2 separate regions of the Rattus norvegicus genome follow, and region 1 is linked to region 2. The links are chromatin contacts, called in public Hi-C maps. All regions are on one chromosome and are shown on one strand. The core of a region is the stretch at or near the end of the contact, and the rest is flanking DNA. Distances in the headings are between cores, read along the strand shown.

Region 1 (6,896 bases), core at 1,057-3,556, 390 kb before region 2:
TGGCTCCTGATCTCCTCTGGCCACGACTGCTTCCTTTCTGCATAATCTATATGTACTCCCACCGAGAGCCCCTGCCCTTATACTATTCTCTTCCGGGCTAAAACACTGTGCCTCACATCTCCCTATCCTGGAAGTCTCATTTCTCAGTTTGACTTCCCTGAACCATAACCTCTCTCCATCCTATCGCTCAGGCTAGGGTTCTGTGAAGAACTTGTAGGAATGTCAGTTACCTTGCTCATTTGATTTCCGTGATTATTTCCTCCTCGAGGGAATAGAGCATCAAACGATCTTCGTCGCACATGGAGATCTATGCCAGAAGAACGAATGAACACAGTAGACTTTACTCACTGGGACCCACACATTTATACTTTTTTTCCTGAAATGTTAATAGCTGTGGCTGTGCCTGTGAAGCTTGCACATGTCTTATACTCTGAATTTGGAAAGTTCCCCACTGGCTCAAGGTTCAAATGCTTTCTTCCAGTGGGTGACATTTTCTGCTCACTTTGGCTTGTTTTAAAGAGAGACAGACATAGGGATATAGATGTGGGGCATAGGGATATAGATGTTTGGAGGCTAGGTAATCATGGAAACATGTTCAGTCAATTACCTTTACTTTATTCAGAATAGGGAGAGTGTTGTAAATAGTCATCTAACAATTGTTCATTACTCTCACCTTTTCTCGGGAAAAGTCTTTGCCCAAACATAATCTTTATGACTTTGTGTTTTCCCATGGTTGAGGGTTTCATCTACATTTTAGGATTAAGTGATACAAAGTGTCTGAGAAGCCTCTGATATTGGGGCTTTATAATTTTTTAAAATATATTAATGCAAATACTTCAGTTTTCACAGAGGAGTCTACAGTGATGAATCTGTCGCATTCTTTCTAGGTGATCATTTTTTTTTTCCTTCTTTATCTGGAGTGCCCAGTGTAGTGGCTGTTCAGTGCACTATTAAATCAGTGGATGGGTGGAAACCATTGTTATTTCTTCCTTTCCTCTGCCAGCTCTTCATTTGTTTATTGTAAGTGTTGCTCGCTTGAATTTATTTTTCCCTTTGGCAAATTACTGTTCATTGAATAGAACACATTTATAGAGGTGCTTTTCAGTTAGTTTTAGTTTGAATGTTGTTATTATGCATGCACACGTGTATGGACATATGTTTGTACATATATTTTGTCAAGGCATCCGGTCTGATATGGGTTTTAATGTCTAAGCACTGTGAGAATTGGACGACAGTGGCCAAATAAACAATGGGCAAGATGAACAGTGCATTGACTGTAAGTGTTCTTCTCTGGTGTTGGCTCTGGATTACTTGTGACTTTTGACTTATTCATAACCCCTGCCCATCCATTGTCATGATCAGTGATGAAACTCTAAAGTCAAGACATTTCTGAATCATGTCTTAGTATGTTGGGCAATGCCTTTATTTTGGGATTTGGGTTATTTGTGGCTTGCCCTTTTATGGTATAAATGAGCCACACTGTTTATTTCCATTTTGCAATAAAAAAGGTACTGCCTACTTAGCCAGAAGGCAAATACTTTTACTCTGAATTGCTTTCTGGCTATTTTTCCAGTGACATTTGATGTTAAGCTGTGAAACACATTATCCCCAGTCACTTCTCTCATCCATCTCTCCCCTCAAACATTTCCTTTTAGGTGGATCAAAACCAATGCTTCGAAAAGTGAAGCCAATATTATTTGATTGCTTCTTACTGTGTGAAACTACCAGAGAGGCTGGAATAAATGCCCGTTGGGTCCCAGGCTGCTGCCGTCAAAGAATGTCTACTGGCCAACCAGGTGTTCCAGAATATTTTGCCTTAGGGTTGGCCTGCCCAGGGACTGGCATTAACATATGTCTGGGCTTCAGTATTTTCTGTGTAGCTTAGAATGCTATCTTTGGGCACATTTATTAGGTCACATGAGGAATATTGGCTATTGGACAGCAGCCTGCATGGCAGTAAAGTTATATATGCCTTAGACATGTTCTCCAGATATAGAATAATCCTTTTATAGGTCTTCAGATCTTCTGGGTTGTTTTCAATTTTTTCGTTTTCCTACCTGAATGTAGTCTCTGCTCTCCATTTATTTTACTACATTTTCCCTAGCTTCTTTGTTTCTCTAACCATTCAAGACCTTACACTCAAACCTATGCCTTGCTAATCCTAACAGACCTGGCTACCCTCTCACATGTGGAACTCACGCTGCCAAATAGAATCTTAAAACTTTCAACTTCGGACTGTTTCTTTCCAGCTGAAAGTTCCTGTCTGTAGTCTGCCTGCCCTTTGTTTCAGTGATTTCCACTCTGCCTCATTAAGCTTACAGTGCCGCATAGCCGATTGACTCACAGTCTTGGTATGTAGTAGAAGGCTCCTGTCTTTCCTTTGCATTTTGGTGACATTGCTGAGAAATGATCTGGCCTTTGTGACACAGCTGATAAAACATTTTCTGACTTTTAAATAACACCAAGTGGTAGCAGCTCAATAAAAGTTAAATAAAATAATTTCAAAACCAAAAGAATAAAATGGCAGTGGGTTTCCAATTGGCAGCAACAACGTGGGTATTAATACATTGGTTCCTCAAAAGAGAATGAAAATTTTCTCCTCATTTTGCCATAAATGTTCTGTAGATTGAAGAGAAAAGATGCTTCGTGAAATTCACTACGACGTGTCAGCCTATTACTACTGAAGTCTGCCTCAAACCTTGGAAGTATTTTTAGTGGTCTGCGTTGTATTTTGTAAAAAGAAAGAGTAGAGATATGTTTGATGGAGATGCAGTAAGGTGTGGGGGAAGGGGATGCCTCTGCCAGTCCATGCTGAGCCATTCCTTCCCCCTCTGAGGTAGCCACAGGGCGGTAGAGTATAGAATAGAGTTTATTCAGGGCATAGGGAGGGGAGTTAAGAGAAAGGCAGAGAGAGAGAGAGAGAGAGAGAGAGAAAGAGAGAGAGAGAGAGAGAGAGAGAGAGAAGCATAGAGGTAGCCATGATAATGTGGAGAGATGGGGGAGGGAAATGGGGACGGAGAGGATTAAGGAGCTGGAGCAAGAGAGCGAGGACAGGGTGAGCAGCTCCTTTTACAGTCAGGCATACCTGGCTATTGCCAGGTAACTGTGGGGCAGAGCCTAGGCTAAATGCCAACAGTTGGAAAAAGAATGCACACAGGGTAATTCCATTTTACTAATTTAAAAAAAGGAAGCAAGCAAGCAAACAAACAAACAAACAAAACGTGTTCTAATCTTGTGGAAGACCCAACCAGAGCAAACAGAATACTTCTAGAACCATACGACACATTGGCAAATTAAAGGCTCTGAGAAGTTTTATACAAAGGAACTGTCTGATTTGGTATCTCTCACACTTGTTCTCTGAGATTCTGTTATCATAAAATACAAAACAGCAACTCATAACCATTGTCCACAGAAAATACAGACTGGTTTTGATTTTCCTAAAAGCATTGGCATCCTTTAAATAATATATTTGAAACATGGTGATGAAAATGCTCTATGTTTTGAGAGGTAAATCTCTGAAGGGCACGAGCAAGGAGAAGCAGACACTGAAATCCACATCATTGGTAGCAGAAGAACAATTGCGCTGATTCTCCATAAGTCCATGATTCTCAGCGGAGCTGCATATCAGATCCTATCATTTATTGTGTCTGTCTTTGAAGACAGAATAATTGATGGAATTATTTCCAAGACTATATGACAAAAATTATTTTCTGACTCATTAATTCAACATTTTTCCAATGTATCCCTGGTGAATATTCATAATCATGTTGCTTTAATGGGTTCAAGTCATTGGCCATTGTTCTCTACTTCATCAATTAGGTTTCCTACAAATTACACACATGCACATGCACACACACACACCAGACTTCCAAGGGTGTCTGGTTCTCATTCTGTGGTAGTGTGTAATGAAAGGTTATTGTGAACCTGGGCAACAGCTGTCTTGCAGATGTTCCAGAATTAAATGAGCTATACATAAAAGGTTTACTGGAGCCAAAATTACTCACCACGATCCCAAGCATTTTAAATTATTATTTCCCTTTTATTTTCAAACCAAATAATTAAGGAACAATATGTTTTTTTAAAGCCCAATGGACATTCTCATTCAGTCCCTCTCTCCTCACCCTTCCCCTTTTCTCCCTCCACCCCACTCTCTCTCACACACACTCATCTAAGGGTGGAAAACCATTGCAGAAGTACTGGGGCCAACCAGTGATTGACTTTGAAGCTTACCAGGGACACTAGGGAAATCTGGCAGTACATGGATCATGTTTGGAAGACTTACATCAAAGACCTAGTGAGTGTCAGCCTGGCATCTCCCCAGCTTGCTTGTTCAAAGGACGGTGTCTAAAGCTATTTCCATTCCTTATCCACGTTGCATTTTGTGTCACTCCTGTCTTCCAGAAAGTCCTTGAAACTGAAAGGCATGTGCCCAGTGTCAACAAAGATGCAAACTGGCCTCATGTTTCCAACAGGGAGTTGTCAAGTAGCCTGGGGTTTGTGTGTTTTATTTGGGGGATTTTACTGAGCTCTGGAAAGCTCAGTGAAGCTTGGTGGTGAAGCGTTACATGTGCTTTACTCTTTGTGAGGACATTTTCTAATATCAATTAGTTCTCCTCCAGCATCAAGGAACAATTGTCTACACACTACACATATTGGTAGCAGTGAGGGATTGTCACAAAAGGCTCTGCAGTGAGACTGGGTGTGAAATTCAGACGGCTGTAATGGCACCTCATTTCTCACTTTAATTTCTAGGCAATTGGTACCGGACAACTGGACAGCAGAGCTAGAATAACGTTCAGGAAGGGAACTTATCTCAAGACTCTGCCTCGGACAGAGCAGGCACAGGAAGTCCACTTCTGGCTGTGACTTGTATTGGCACTCCATTGCCTGTGTATTCCATGGTGCCACTGCTTGCTCTGCTACCGGTTTAGACTTCACTTTCCATAATGAGCAGATTTGAGTTTAGGATTTTTTTTTTCTCCTCTGAAGAAATCACAAAACCATTTGTTTGATCTTCCATGTTCCAATTCATCAATGAGCCAGTTTCTGGCTTTGGGATAATTCAACAAACAGTGTAGTCACAGTGTTTGAGGGAGTGGTCCTTTTCTGCAGTGAATATAGGGGGATGCAAACTGTAACATATGGCGAATGGCTTCTCTTGGCATCTGCATCTTACATACAATCATGACACACTACACTCTTGAACTCACTTACTCACCCATTAGCCCTATTAAGACCTGAGTTTTTAAATATCAATTGAATCTAAACAAAGAAATGACAAGTCTTCTCTTATCTATGGATCTAAGGTATTTAAATCTTTTTAGTTTTTCATCAAAGAATTCCCAAGACTTTCACTTTGAATTTTCAAAATCCAAGTAGTGTTCTAATGCGTTTCTTTTTATTTGTTTAAGAACTAAGAGCTTCTACTCCGCCAACACTACTTATTTGGTTTAGCTTATGATCATTGCTAGTAGGTTTTCATACTAGATCATTTAAATTTATTTTTCACAGTTTGGGATAAAATCAATCATGTATTTAAGTCTATTAAAGGTTGCTTTTCTGTGCAAGATGATTGTTTTGACTAAGTATATGCAATTACTTGTAAATTAGAAGGAAGGAATTTGGAGATGTGTATCTTACAATTGACTCGGGAAGTTTTTGCTTTTTTTCCTAGATGTGGAGAATCGTAGACAAACAGACAGATGAAGGACTAAGAAGGAACTCAGCTGAGAATAGTTAGTGTTGTGGTTTGCCCTGGAGTTATCTGTATTTTGATGCTAATTCCACTGCTCCAAGGACAGCTGCCTAGTCACATACTCAGCACTCCGGAGACTTCACCAGAAACTTCCCATTGAATTTGTAAAATACAGGTGAGGGGCAGGTACAAGATAGAAGGAGGCCTGTCATTGGAGGAGAAGGAAGGATGGGTGGGAGAGAAGTTTGAAGGAAGAGGAGGAGACTGGAATGAAAAGGGAGACAGGAGGGAGAGAGAGAAGCCGTGTCAGGACAGTGGAGGCTGACTTAAAGATCTCGCTCTGTACATTTACAGGTTGTTATCAATGTTCTTAAGATATGGATGGTACTGGGCTTTGTATGTTTAAGTAGGCAATTATATCTTATTAATTGGATCTAAGATTGTTGTGTTGTGTGTTCTTTTATGTGAGGGTTTGAATGTAGGAAAGTGTGCAGCGGCTGGAGACACTGGGCCACCACGGCGAAGATGGGATGTGTTTCCGCCAAGATATCTAACAGATATCACGGGACACCGCAGTGCGGTCCCAGTGAGGTAGAAGACACCTTAGTTTTTTTTATTTTTTGTATTTTACAACAACAGTTACAGATTTTGTTTCCATGACAAAAAGGCAGAGCAGAGCACTGTAGCAAGATGTTCTGCTGTTTTGAGATTTTACTGATGTGTCTTCTCAGCACACCCCACACATCACTGTAATGGCCACTATTCATTAATATGTGGTATTTGATTCCTTGGAAATTCAGGCTCATTTTGGTAATAGCTGTTGGCTTCTACTGGTGGTAGCATCTAAAGAAATGTTCAACATCCTTAGTCATCAGGGAAATGCAAATCAAAACCCTGAGACTCTACCTCACACCAGTCAGAATGGCTAAGATCAAAATCTCAGGTGACAACAGATGCTGGCAAGGATGTGGAGAAAGAGGAACACTCCTCCACTGTTGGTGGGTTTGCAAGCTGGTACAACGACTCTGAAAATCAGCCTGGAGATTCCTCAGAAAATTGGACATAGAACTACCTGAGGACCCAGCTCAGGGGCATATACCCCAAAGATACCCCATATAACAAGGATATATGCTCCACTATGTTCATAGCAGTCTTATTTATAATAGCCAGAAGCTGGACAGAACCCAGATGTCCTTCAACA
Region 2 (6,690 bases), core at 3,330-5,829:
TTCCCGCAGGACACTCTTGCTTATTTGGACACTTGGAATCCTCCTATGACAAAGTGATGCCATCTCTGTGAGTCAGCCCAGTTATCTATATATCCATATTGTCTACGTTGGCCAACAAATCCCAGTAGGATTTAAAATGCTCATCCAGCTGGTTTAGCATTATCAGTTGGCACAGATATTTCCACCAGCCCTTCCCTGGCTGTCTGTGTGAAATTAAGTCAGAAATTATCAGAGGCTACTCTTTACTTTTTGAACCTCATCAAATTATCACTGATACAAGAACAGAGTATCCTCGTTTCAGCCACACTTCTGGGAGAGGAACCTCCTTTTGCGTGATTAGCTCGCTTTTATTTCAAATAGGAAGACTTTGTGGAGGAAGAATGGAAAATGACCAAGGAAGCACTTGTCTGCTGATAGAAACAACTGCCTCCATAGACTACCCAGAATGTACCACATGTTGTTTTCATCTGCGAGAGTGGGCAGGGAACCATGAAATTGTCACCCTCTCCATTTCTAATCTATGGCCATCTCCCTAAAGAGCACTTGCCAGTGAAACTAGATACATCCTAACCAGTGACTGGTTCTCCGATCAGTATATTGAGAACTGTTTAGTCCACCACAGATGTAAACCTATGACTTCAGTGTACCATGTCAGTTTCTCTCCCTTTTGACGCTCCAGAAAGCACACATGCCCATTTGTCACAAGCCACTGTTACAATAGCACAATGAAGACTGCTGTATGTGATCTTCTAGACTAGATCAAGACCTAACAGGGAGCAGCAAGTTCAACTAGAACGGGAGGGCAGACGAGGAGCATTCACTGAGACTCCATCATACTGCAGTAATTGGAGCTGTGTCATCCCACCCCAAAGGGTCCTAACAGCCCCAGGGGATAGCAAGTAATGTTTTCATTTTATATGTTATAAAATGAATGATGAAGAAGTTTAATAAACTGACCAACATCATTCTCTAGGCCTTGAATCTCTCCAAGCCTAGGTTCAAAATCAAATCTTTCACTCTTTCTACTACGTGCATGCCTCTGCCCAAAATATGCAGTGCAAACAGAAAGTTCTGGAAAATGCTTAGTGCAAACAGAAAGTTCTGGAAAATGCTTAGAGGTTAATATTTTATCGTAAGAGCAAGAACAAGTCATAAGTTTACGTTAAACTTTCTTCTTATACACAGCACCTTGGAAAGAATGTAGGGTAAAAGTGGAGATAAGAAGTGGAGGAAGAATGTTCCAGGGGCAGATTGATAAGATCTGATCTGGAAATAGGCATGTCTCAGCTAGGATTTCTTAAAACCTAGCTGTGGAAACTATCTTGGAATTTTGGAAGATCTTTCACTGACAGGGTTTTTCTAGGCTCACCTGAAAAGTGCATGTTGAAAATATATCATAGAAAAATCCCTAAAGCTAGAGGTTAAAGAGAATCTATAGAAATGCAAGAAGTGGCCTCTGTCCTTTAACTTCTGGAACTACTCAGTTCCAGAGACCTAAAACATGGAAGCTACTCATCAAATTTAGTTCACACACCAGAGATTTAGCCTGATGGTGGGAGAGAAAGGACACAGGCACCCAGAAATGTTTTCCAAGAGGACACTGAGTGAATTAGAACTACGTAGGTAGAAATCAGAGGGCTATCCAGAAGGTGGGAAGGAGATGAAGCAGACCAAAAACTTTCAATGTCTGTAGTGAGTACTGCCATGAAATTAAATTCTGAGTGCTATGACCATCAAATACTTAGTGAGAGTTTGTGATGGACCAGGAAGCAAGTCAGTGCTAATAGAGACAGAAAGCAGTATAAAGCAGTGATATGGATTTTAGGAGGGTTACAGAACACAAGACTCAATGATTAGAAAGATAGATGGCATAACACTAACTTCAGTATGTCAAATATGAGGTATATGGGACATATGACAAGGCTTTGAGGTTCAGAGAATGGAAAGAATGACAAAACTAAAAGGATTAGGAAAGGCACCTCAAGGGCAATTAAAGCTAAATATTGTGTAGAATTTGGGCATGAGACTGGCATAAGAAAATCTTGCTAGGCAGGTAAAATGGTCTGAGTAGAAGCAAGAAGATAAACTATACAAGGTCCCTTTAGGAACCAGTATATCAGTGGTCTAGGAAAAGGAATTCATATAAAGTACTATTCTTGAATGGAAGCTATAATGCAAATGTGCCAAAATGGAGTTCTGTTCTTTGTTACCTCACTCACTTACTCAGCAGTACTTAAAACTTTAGAGAGGGACGAAAAGAAAGTGCATCCTCTGCAGGACTGTGGCAATGTTTTCAAATGTGACAATGATGATGTAAGAGAAAGAAAGCAGATGTGAGATAGGCTGGCATCAAACTCCAAGGTCTCAACTCTTCCTAGACCAGGACCACTTGGTTTGGCCAAAGCTCATTATCAGGCTCCTAAATTCCCCAGCCTCCCCAACTCTGTCTCCCTCAAGGCCCATGCTCAGTCCTAACTCTTCTGAAATCATAAGCCCAACACCACCACAACCTTCGAAGTTGATTCTTTCTGATACTCCACATCCGTAAAACATTGTGCATAGTTACCTCTACATTAAAATAAACAGCATTGAGTAATCTATTTAAAATCTTCTATCCACCCAGTGTAGACTTCACATTGGACCCCTGTTCTGTCTAGCCCAAAACATGCGCTCTTAGCAAAAGAAAGTCTCCTTGGTTTGACTAAGAATTTTGCTTTTAAAATCTCTGGAACAGCCTTTGTCCTACTGAAATTTTCCACCCATTAGTCCTTTTCTCCAAGATTTAGACAACAAGTCTTATCTTGTCTATGAGCATTCCACAGAGCCTTCCTAGCCAGGTTAGAAGAATAATGGCTCCATCCCAAAGATGCCCGTGTTTTTGTCCAAGATCCGGCGTGAATAGTATCTATGCTGAATGATAGTAGAAGAAGAGAATTCAAGATGGTAGATGGAATTAAGATGGCTTATCAGATGATTCGGGTATGAAGAAATTAAAGGGACCAATACAATCACAGAGATTTTCAAAATTGAGAAAATGAAACAAGAGAACCAGACCATAAAAACCAGAGAACAGATGAGAAGGGCTCCCAAGCTACAGGACATAGGACACTTCTACAAACTAAAAAAGTAAAAGAAATATACTCCCACCAGAACACCCAGAAAGAATGCTTGGTTTTTCTCCAGGGCAACCCACTTCATACCTCTGACCTCCAGAACTTTTCAAAAAGAAAGGAGCTGATACCTTTCGTCTCTCCTGGCCTCAAACATCCTGTGTTGCCATGTTCCACTAAAGCTCTGATTAGCCGAGATTTCCTATGGAACTAATATGTCCTTGATAGTTCCCCAATAATGCCGCCCTCTGGTAAAATTAAGAGCTGCCAGTGAGGTGCAGGCCTGCCGCTGGGCTCATGCAAAACACAGGCACAAATAGGAAGAGGGCTTTCAAGGCTATCATTTTCTAGCCAGTAAGTGTCTAGGGTTTCACCACAGTGGTTAAGGATGTGTCACCCAGGCGCCTTAGCAAGGAGCACTTCCAACCTTCAATTAAAGAACTATCATTTGCTCTATATATTAACATCCAGAACAATAAACAGACTGCAACATGGTCATTAGAGACAGCCATAATCCATGGCCTGCTGTGTATTGATGTCAAGCCTGCTGCGTTCGACAACTGAAATCATCCCAAAGAAAGCATGTGCTTTCAAAGCCAGTACTCCAGTGAGGATATCCACCCCTGGCTGCCTTCCAGTGTCCCACCTCTGTCTTGATTTAACCACAGAGTTGTAAACCCTTTGTCTCTTACAGAAAGACAACTACTTCTCATGCTGGGAACTGGACTACAGAATTTCATTGGTGGGAGCTAGTGGGAAATCTTTATTGCAGGCTCATAATAAAATTTCAAGTTGTTATCATTCCTAATCTAAAGGATGTCATGATAGAATAGGCCTGAAGACAGACTTGCAAATGCAGCCAATTAAACAAGCAAAACTACCTTGAGGTCATGAAACACAGGAAATGGAGAAAATATAGACAGACAAAAGGCCAATGGAAAGTCTCTCAGCCTCTATGTGGAAAGTGAGCAGTTTTCTTTTCAACAAAGAACGCACGTTTGTCATCTCCTGTCCACATGGCACAGCCGCAAGTCCCACCGATGCAGCCACCTGAGTTGGGGTGCAGGGGGGAGGTGCATATTATAAACGCTAATGGATTACTTAGGAGGCTGCTCATGCACCGTCAAAGAGATATAAAGATCTAAATGATGGATAGGGAAGCCAGGAAAAGAAGTAAACCTCAGCAATCCGACCTACTCTGGGACCCAAAACACAAAAGCAAAGCAAGCAAAAATCATGAATGGGTTAAAAGGCAGAGCTTAGCTCTTAGTGGTGCTGCAGCAACTGTCCACCGGGACACGGCGAGGACCTCAATGGGAACTGTCACTGGGAGGGAATCTGATGTTGGTTATTGCATACAACATACAGCGTCCTTCCTAATTATCGCTTTTGATAGGCATGGGCTACCCTCACGTATCCTCATCTAGAGGCTGTCTCGGGGCTGAGTCACCAGGCCCCGGCCTGTTGGCCTGTTAGGTGTCAGCAGAGTCAGCTGTCTTGCATGACTCAACAGGGATACTTGACGTCCCGAGCATCTTACAGCAGCAGCCTTCCTCAAAAGGAAGCTAGAGAACACACAGGCATGCCAACCTGTAAATATGTGTACATCTTTAGAGGAGTCACTGTTCTTTTGGATTGTGCTGCCTCTGTTTTTGCTAATAAGGTGTTATTTTTATGCATGTGAGAATATATGTGTTTGTTTATGTGGGGGGGTGCACATGTGTAGGTGGGTGTGTGTGTGTGAACCCACACATGAATGTGTGTACAGTACTTACCGAAGTTAGGAGATAGTCTTTAAGAAACAATATCCTTAGGACATCCTTACCAATGTCTATCTCTCCCCCCTTTTTTGACAGCTCCTCTCATTGGCAAGAAGCTCACGAATTAGTCTAGACTGTCAAGTCAGTGAGCCTCAGGGATCCTTCTGTCTCTGCCTTCATGAAAGTCTATGTCACTGTATCCAGCAATTTTATGTGGGTCCTGGATATTAAACTCAGTTCCTTGGGCTTGAATGGCAAGTACTTTTACCAACTGAGCCATCTGTTCTGACCTATGGTATATACATGTATATACCATGTATGCATTTATACCATATATGCATAGACAGAGGGGGGAATCTAATAAGGTCTTCAAAAAAATGTATTCCAATTCTTTTCTGTGAACACAGACTCAGAAGATGTTCTTCAAATGACTGTTCTGCAAATGTGAATGCCCTGTTTGGAATTTGTATTTACAAACAACCAGACACACTCTTTTGTCTTAATTCCAATGAGCACCAATAAGCAGGGGAGGTGAACACATGAGGCAAATTGATGGAGACTTTCAGGTTTTATGGAGAACCTAAAGGACTTTTACAGACCTAGCATGGGTCTCTAGCAATCACAGCCCTTCTCAAAAACTTTTGCCTTGTCCCGATCAGAATTTTCTATGCATTGTCGCCACCTGCTGGGAGATCCTAGGATTGGCTTCTGGTGGCATGTAAGGTGGACACCTGGCCAGCACAGGGAGGTGTGAGAGATGAGATTGTCAAATCCATGCCATGGCTTTCATTCCAGAAGGAGTCACTAACCTGTCCTTGGCACTCAGACTGAATTTTAATAGTCTTCTGGAGACAGAACTCAAGTCTACATTCCCTCTGGTAAATCATCTCAGTGTTGAATCACCTTCTTTCCAAAATATTTTCCCTCTTTGTGATCTCAGTGATACTTCTGTTTAGGTTAATTTTCTACTGATGTGTTTTGATCAGGAATGAAACTAACTGCTTCCAGTTCTCTGGGGGAAAGCCCTCTGCACGCCTACAGAGAGGTCTACAAGTGTGCCTGGTTTCTCTGCAAGTATCTTCAGTTTGTTCTTTTCTTTAAATTGACTTTGTTTGGCCCATTTAAAACTGCACTGTCCATTTCTTTAGTCCATTCCTAAATATTTCCAACACCCCTGTCTCTTTCCATACTGGGAGAACGTGACACCCCAGCGAAGAATCTCGCTGAAGACAAGTACAACAGAATCCTTACCACATGGACCCCTCTCAGATTATCATTCCCTTGCAAACTATTTTCTCAGCACCGGTGTGAGACACACAAGCAAGGTCTGCATAGAAGACAGGATGGCCGTGTCAGAGAGGAGGTAATGCAACTATGTCTGTGCACTGTGTGCAAAAGGGTGTTGACACATAAGAGAGAGGAATAGCCATGGCGCTATGAAAGGCTAGGGAAGGGAAAGAATGCTTCCAGCAAGGGCACATGGAAGGCTTTGTGGAAGCAGTGAGACTGAAGAGCTCTTTGAAGAACATGTAGAATTCAGTTGAACTAAAAAGAGGAGGACTAGGAAGGGACACAGCCTTCTGAAGAGAGTCAAAAAGTCTGATGAACACCCTGGAGCACGGGTATGGATAAAAAGTGCTGGGTGTGGTTGCATTGAGTGAGTCGTGGGCAGACAGGGAAAGGTGGACGGGATTGATTGTGAAGACATTTCCTACAATGGAGTCCATTCAAGAATCCAGGTGTTCTGCTCACTTCACAAAACTCCTTTTGATTTTACCACTTTGGATGCCAGCTGCCTTCACTGTCACTTGCTGTCCATC

Evidence for each region. Hi-C and Micro-C count contacts between places; a contact is called where the count stands out from the background.
Region 1: a Hi-C map of the A7r5 cell line shows a contact between it and region 2, with 7 times the contacts expected there. The contact joins two enhancer-like sites. A contact is called at or near these places in 2 of 12 Hi-C or Micro-C datasets (the A7r5 cell line and Schwann cells).

Annotation. Positions count from the first base shown.
Region 1 is chr3:125,276,146-125,283,041 of GRCr8, reverse strand. No RefSeq gene overlaps it. Among named protein-coding and RNA genes, the nearest start is that of Thbs1, 230 kb to the left of the region's middle. Within about 2 kb of position 2,306, at least 8 of the 93 cell types and tissues checked have an H3K27ac peak or open chromatin away from gene starts, as enhancers often do. A contact at or near this core is called in the A7r5 cell line, where this site is marked.
Region 2 is chr3:124,888,395-124,895,084 of GRCr8, reverse strand. The region is part of intron 1 of LOC134486427 (a long non-coding RNA gene); the gene reads right to left. Among named protein-coding and RNA genes, the nearest start is that of Rasgrp1, 210 kb to the right of the region's middle. Within about 2 kb of position 4,579, at least 6 of the 93 cell types and tissues checked have an H3K27ac peak or open chromatin away from gene starts, as enhancers often do. A contact at or near this core is called in the A7r5 cell line, where this site is marked.